Regions from separate parts of the Mus musculus genome. Here region 2 is linked to region 1. A link is a contact called in public HiChIP or PLAC-seq data. All regions are on one chromosome and are shown on one strand. Each heading gives the region's core, a stretch centred on a gene start, on an enhancer-like site or on the middle of the called end of the contact. The rest is flanking DNA. Distances are from core to core; before and after follow the strand shown. Region 1 holds the start of Smim6 (small integral membrane protein 6). Region 2 overlaps Ten1 (TEN1 telomerase capping complex subunit).

Region 1 (2,883 bases), core at 197-2,696:
GAAACTGAGTAGAAAATGTCACCAGCTGGGTGTGGTGGCGCACGCCTTTAATCAGAGCACTCGGGAGGCAGAGGCAGGCAGATTTCTGAGTTCAAGACCAGCCTGGTCTACAAAGTGAGTTCCAGGACAGCCAGGGCTATACAGAGAAACCCTGTCTCGAAAAAAACCAAACCAAACCAAAACAAAAAAGAAAAGAAAAGAAAAGAAAGAAACAAAGAAAATGTCACCAGAGAGGGGCCAGCAAGATGGCTCAGTGGGTAAAGGAACTGGCCACCAAACCTTAAGACCTGAGTTCAATTTCTGGAACCTACTTCCACAAGTTGTCCACTACCCCTTCTCCATACACACAGAGGCCACGGCATACGTGTGTGTGTGTGTGTGTGTGTGTGTGTGTGTGTGTGTGTTTATGAGCATGCGCACACACGCACAAAATGTATAAAAAAATTTAATGTCACGAGTTTTACAAAATGTGCCAAAGTTTAGTTATGTTTCTATTGTTTCGATGGGACTATGGAGTGATAGCAAAGTGGTCACATAGGTATTAATAGAGACAACAGCTGTCATCTGCTCTAAGAGCTGACTATACAGCTGGCTCCAAACTCCAACTGTACCAGCTGCACAACCGAAGTTGCTTAACCACACTGTCTGTCCTTGCTGTAAAATTGGAGTTGTGGTTGTCATTACTGCTTCATCTGTTGATACCATGTCAACGTTGTTATCATAGAAACAAGCTCAGCTGCTATACACCAGTCTGGGAACAAACAACTGACTCTTGATAAGAACCTCATTTAACTGATGGGCACAAACCATACCAGGGTGTGCCAGAGTCCCGCCTGCTGGCTGTGTGCATCTGGCAGGCCAGGAAGTCAGTGAGTTTTACACAAGGAAATGGCAGGCGACAACGCTTTCCTGAGCTTGTTCCTCACCTGTCACCACTCCAGGTTAGACCCCAGAGGATTGGATGACAGATACCCTGGCATCCCAGAAACTGTTATTCAGTGAGCATTTCCCAAACTCTGACGGCAGGATTGATGATGCACTAGAACGCAAGCCCTTCAGAGGCAAAGACCCACCTCTCTGATCTTACAACGGGCTATGGCAGGCCCACATGCCTAAGCTCTGAAAGGAGTCAACAGTGGCCGCCAAGTTCCGAGCAAGGCCAGTGTAATTAGTCCCCTTCCAAGGCGTGTGTGTGCACGTGCGTGCATGTGTGTATGTGTGTGTGTGTTGTGTGGTCGCCCCCTCTCCAGCTTCTTCTCTCTCTCTCTAACCACAGAACCAGCAGAGGCCATGCCAGAGGCAGGTACTGCGGGGAAAGGCTCCATGTGATAAGCTCTCCTACTCTTACCCAGAAACCTGTTCCAGGCAGTTCCTGCCAGAAGTGCAGTTAATCATTCACCCAAACCGCAGGAAGGAAGGAAAGAGTGCTCCCCTACGAGCTCTGAGAAGAGTGCTCCCAGGGAGATCTGAGAGCTCTGAATGGCTCTAAGGCCCAGCTCTCATCAGTGAGGCTGACAGGCGGCCTGGGGCACAGACCCACTCTCTCTTCTCACCCTAACTCAGGCTGACCTCTCTCAGGGACTTAAAACTCAACTCCTCCAATGCCATCACAGAAGGGTAGAATCCTAATGGAGGGAATGAGGGAGGGAGTGGCAGTTGCCAGGCAACCAGTCTAGCCCACCCTTGTTTGCTCTGGTGGTGGCAGCAAAGGTGTGGTCAGAGTATTTGGCAACTCCCTGGGCTGCCAACAGCAGTTTCTCTGAGTTGGGGCAAAGCTGTGGTCACCTGGAAGCCTCTTCCACCCAGGAACCCTGAAGTCTGAGGCCGGAAGGACAGCCTGACTTGCTTTGTCCTCAGAAGATTCAAGACTATTAACAGAAAACCAGGTAATGACATCTTTCTTCTTCTCCCACTCCCCAAACGGCTGCAGCCCCACACTCACCAGCTCCACTTCCGTAATATGGCAAGGCCTCCTGCTCCCAGCTGCATCCAAGGACACTCAGCCACGCTTTCTTCCTATCCACCACCAAGACTTTTTTAAGATTTATGTGTGTGCTGTTCTTACGTATGCATTTCCACACAGGCACTCCTGGTATTTTCAGAGGCTGGAGATGGTGTCAGGCGCCCTGGAACTGGCTTTGTGGAAGACTGTGAGCTGAGCAGCCAGGGCTGAAATAGGGTTTTCTGTTCTCAGCCGGCCTGGATCCCTGGGCTCAAGTAGGAATTCAGCCTTCTGTGGAGCTGAGACTTAAGTCACCATCACCCAGCTAGGCTTATAGACCAAGCTCTCAAAATGCCTCCCAAACATCTGGGAATTGGGACAATAAGAATAGGAGACCTACAGGTGTACACTTTAGGTTCTAGCTAGGAAGGCCTCAGGGACAGGAGAAATATCAGGCTCATAGCAGAGTTTTTCAGAGACTCTAGAGGTAGCCCTCAGCAGCTTCTAAGCAGGAAATCCCATTTCCCACTTTTTTTTTTTTTTTTTTTTTTTTTTTGGTTTTTTTTGAGACAGGGTTTCTCTGTGTAGCCCTGGCTGTCCTGGAACTCACTCTGTAGACCAGGCTGGTCTCGAACTCAGAAATTCACCTGCCTCTGCCTCCCAAGTGCTGGGATTAAAGGCGTGTAACCACCACACCCGGCTATTTCCCACTTTTTGATATTAGAGACTTTGAATCCAAAGACTCATCATCCCCGCAGGGTTGGCTAGCTAGCTGTGTCGAGCTGTCCAGAAGGTGTCATGGATAGCACCACTGGGCACAAGGACTTCAGAGCTCTCTGCACTCAGGGCCTCTTGTCTCCTCTCTTCCAGATTTCCATGGGCCAAATGGTACCACCAAGGAGCATCCAGAATGAAGACTTCTGGAAGAACCCGTGGGATGT
Region 2 (3,155 bases), core at 146-2,645, 300 kb after region 1:
AGCCAGGAGACTGGTGTGGAACAGCACCAGCTCTGTGATCATCTCCCGGAATCTGACACCGCTTGGTACCGTCCAAGGCCCTGATGGGTCCCTGTCTGAGGTGTTTCTAAACATCTTCCCCTGTGTGTAATTAGTAATAATCACACCTTGTATAAGCATACTGGCTGTAACAACTGCCACCTCACAAACCTCTTTTCTCACCTTTTAAAAACTATTGTAAAAACTTTTTTTTTTTTTGTTTTTTTAAGACAGGGTTTCTCTGTGTAGCCCTGGCTGTCCTGGAACTCACTTTGTAGACCAGGCTGGCCTCAAACTCAGAAATCCACCTGCCTCTGCCTCCCGAGTGCTGGGACTAAAGGTGTGCGCTACCATGCCTGGCTTGTAAAAACTTTTAATTGTCACATGGTGATTGTATAGCCATACTATGGACACAGGGTGACATTTCAATACATGTCCATGGTAGGTAATGAATGATTACATCAGAACAATTGGTATATCAATCTCTGTAGACATTTATCTTCTGCGCGCGCGCATGTCTGTGTGTGTGTGTGTGTGTGTGTGTGTGTGTGAGAGAGAGAGAGAGAGAGAGAGAGAGAGAGAGAGATAGAGAGAGCTCAGAATAATCAAAATATCCTCTCTGCTAGATGCTTTGAAATAATTCAAGTGGTTGGCAACAAGTAGGCCTGGGGTTACACAGTGACTGTAATCTTAGCTGCCCAGGAAGTTCCAGGCCTACCAGGGATACAGAGTGAGTTCAAGGGCAGCTTGGGTATCTTGGCAAGGCCATACCTCAGAAAGTGAAAAGAAGAAGGGAGCTGGGGGAAGGAAGCCAAGCTCAGTGGTGGCAACACAAAGGTAAAGGAATTTTTCTAGGAGAGATAGGTATGAGGCAGGAGAGTTACATGTTTGGTAATGCCTGCATAACTGTCACTGAGCGTGAGGCCAGGCTAGCCAGGACACAGAAGAGTTTCTAGACAGACAAGGAAAGCTGTTCAGTGAGAGGAGACTCTGAAGTCCCTGTGTTACAGTGAGAATATGTTTTGTGGTCTGAGGCTTCTCTGTACTCATCAGAGATGCGACCGGGGAGGGCAGAGGCTGGAGATGCATCAGGCAGGCAGGTTGGAAGGCAAAGGCTGAGTCCTGCAATACCAGGAAAATGGCTGGGAGGTACTTAGGGCCGGCTGAAGAGACAGAGAAGGTGAGAGAGTCCAGGAGACCCAAGGGGTGAAGAAGGCTGCAGTAGTAGGAGTGAAAGGTCAGGAAGATACTGAGAACAAACAGGGTGTAAGATTCTAGAACAAACCAGTCCAAGGTGCGAGGTGGGTGTGGGAGGGAGAACTGGAGCAGAGGTAAACTGCTGTAAACAGTTATCAGTGGGAAGGAGCCGGGCGTGTAACAGGAAACCCGAGCAGCAGGTGAACTCTGGACTCACCTCCTGCACAGTAGGACCTGTTGATATGGATAAAGCCAGGTTTCAGCCAAGTCCCAGAGAAAAGGTGAGACTCTTATAAGGACACTGGAAGAGGGAAACACAGTACAACAGAGGAAGGACACAGGACCCAGGAGTGTGGGCAGGGATGAGGACTTGGTGGGTTTGGGGTGACCATACAAGGACTACCTTTGATGTTGTCGAGTGACTGCCATTAAGGCGTGCAGGCCAGCACTAGTGGTCTCCACACGGCAGGGCAGTGGTACCTGACAGTTGCATGTGTGCTTAGGCTTGAACCTGGACCTCCTGCATGCTAGGCACGTGGTTGTGTGTGACTGTTCTTAGATGGTCTCTCATGTACAGCAGACTCCCCGCAAACCGGCTATGCATTGGAGGAGAACCTTGACCTCCTGATCTCCCGAGTGCTGGGGTTACAGGCATGTGCTAGCGTGTCCGATTCATGTGGTGCTCGTGGGAGCTCGGATGCTAAGCGGCTGAGGGGGTGCTAGCCAAGTGCTCTGCCGGCTGAGCTGCATACCCGGCCTTTTCCCTTCTCTTGAAGATTTATTTTACTTTTAAATGTGTGTGTATGTGTGTGTTCCCGTCTGTCTGTGTGTAGGTATGTACACATATATGCAGGTACCCATAGAAACCTGTGGCTTTGGATCCCCCCAGAACTGGATCAAAGAGTTGTAAGCAATTGGACTCAGTTGGGAACTGAGCTCAGGTCCTCTGCATGCTCTTAACCACCAACCCATCTCCCAGACCCTGTGTGTATGTGCATATGTATGTGTATGTGCATATGTATATGCATGTTTTTGGTTTGTGCTGAAGGTCAAACCCAGGTCCTTGCACACGCTAGCAGTGCTCTGTTTTTTGAAATGGGATTTTTGTTCAGCCACACCCTGCCAAGGGCTAGGACTCTAGGCAAGCCCTTTCCTGCCTGCTTTACCTCACACCTTCTACCCACAGGCTGCCATCCTCAGATGCCACACATGCACTCCCATCTCTCCTCCTTCCATCCAGAATGGGCTGAAGCACCTGGACTGCAGCCATGGCCTGACCGAGCCACTGAGAAGCCGTCCATTCTGGGGACCGCTTACTCTGTAGACAATAAACGATAAAGCCAACTGAGACTGATGAACGTAATGAACAGGAGCAAAGGCTCAACAGCTGCAACCACTCGCTGCTCTTCCACAGGATCCAAGCCTGCTTCCCAGCACCCACACAGGCAGTCACAGCCACCTGTAACTCCAGCTCCAGGGGAGCCAGTATTCTCTTCAGGCCTTCATAGGCACCTGCACTCATATGCGCACATTCATAGATACACACGTATATATCTAATTTACAAATTTAAATCTTCTAAAGTATAAGCAAACACCTTTTAAGAGTCTGTGAAATTTAAGCAGATTTCTTTTTTTTTTTTCTTTTTCTTTAATTTTCTTACTTTTTTTTGTTTGTTTGGTTTGGTTTTTCGAGACAGAGTTCCTCTGTGTAGCCCTGGCTGTCCTGGAACTCACTCTGTAGACCAGGCTGGCCTCGAACTCAGAAATCCGCCTGTTTCTGCCTCCCAAGTGCTGGGATTAAAGGCATGCGCCACCACCGCCCGACATTAAGCAGATTTCTAAGAAAATCTTCACCCCAGAAGTTTGAAAATATTTGACACAGGATCCTGCCTTAAGTTCTGTGTCTCCCACCTCTCATTGTGGAACCCCATACACCCCCA

Evidence for each region. HiChIP or PLAC-seq counts read pairs in DNA pulled down with a chosen protein or histone mark.
Region 2: an HNF4G HiChIP or PLAC-seq map of pancreatic cancer cells shows a contact between it and region 1. The contact joins the enhancer-like site here to the promoter of Smim6 in region 1. A contact is called at or near these places in 1 of 484 Hi-C or Micro-C datasets (liver), 2 of 115 datasets of contacts at active chromatin or transcription factors (embryonic midbrain and pancreatic cancer cells) and 4 of 9 other capture datasets (adipose tissue, embryonic stem cells, liver and 1 more).

What each region holds. Positions count from the first base shown.
Region 1 is chr11:115,910,571-115,913,453 of GRCm38.p6, forward strand. Smim6 (small integral membrane protein 6) reads left to right here and starts at 1,447. Exons shown (of 2, transcript NM_001162998.1): 1 at 1,447-1,886; 2 at 2,813-2,883. The coding sequence starts at 2,819. The region is part of intron 7 of Recql5 (RecQ protein-like 5); the gene reads right to left.
Region 2 is chr11:116,209,551-116,212,705 of GRCm38.p6, forward strand. All of the region lies in intron 3 of Ten1 (TEN1 telomerase capping complex subunit), which reads left to right. Among named protein-coding and RNA genes, the nearest start is that of Acox1, 12 kb to the left of the region's middle. Within about 2 kb of position 1,396, at least 26 of the 459 cell types and tissues checked have an H3K27ac peak or open chromatin away from gene starts, as enhancers often do. A contact at or near this core is called in liver, pancreatic cancer cells and pancreatic islet, where this site is marked.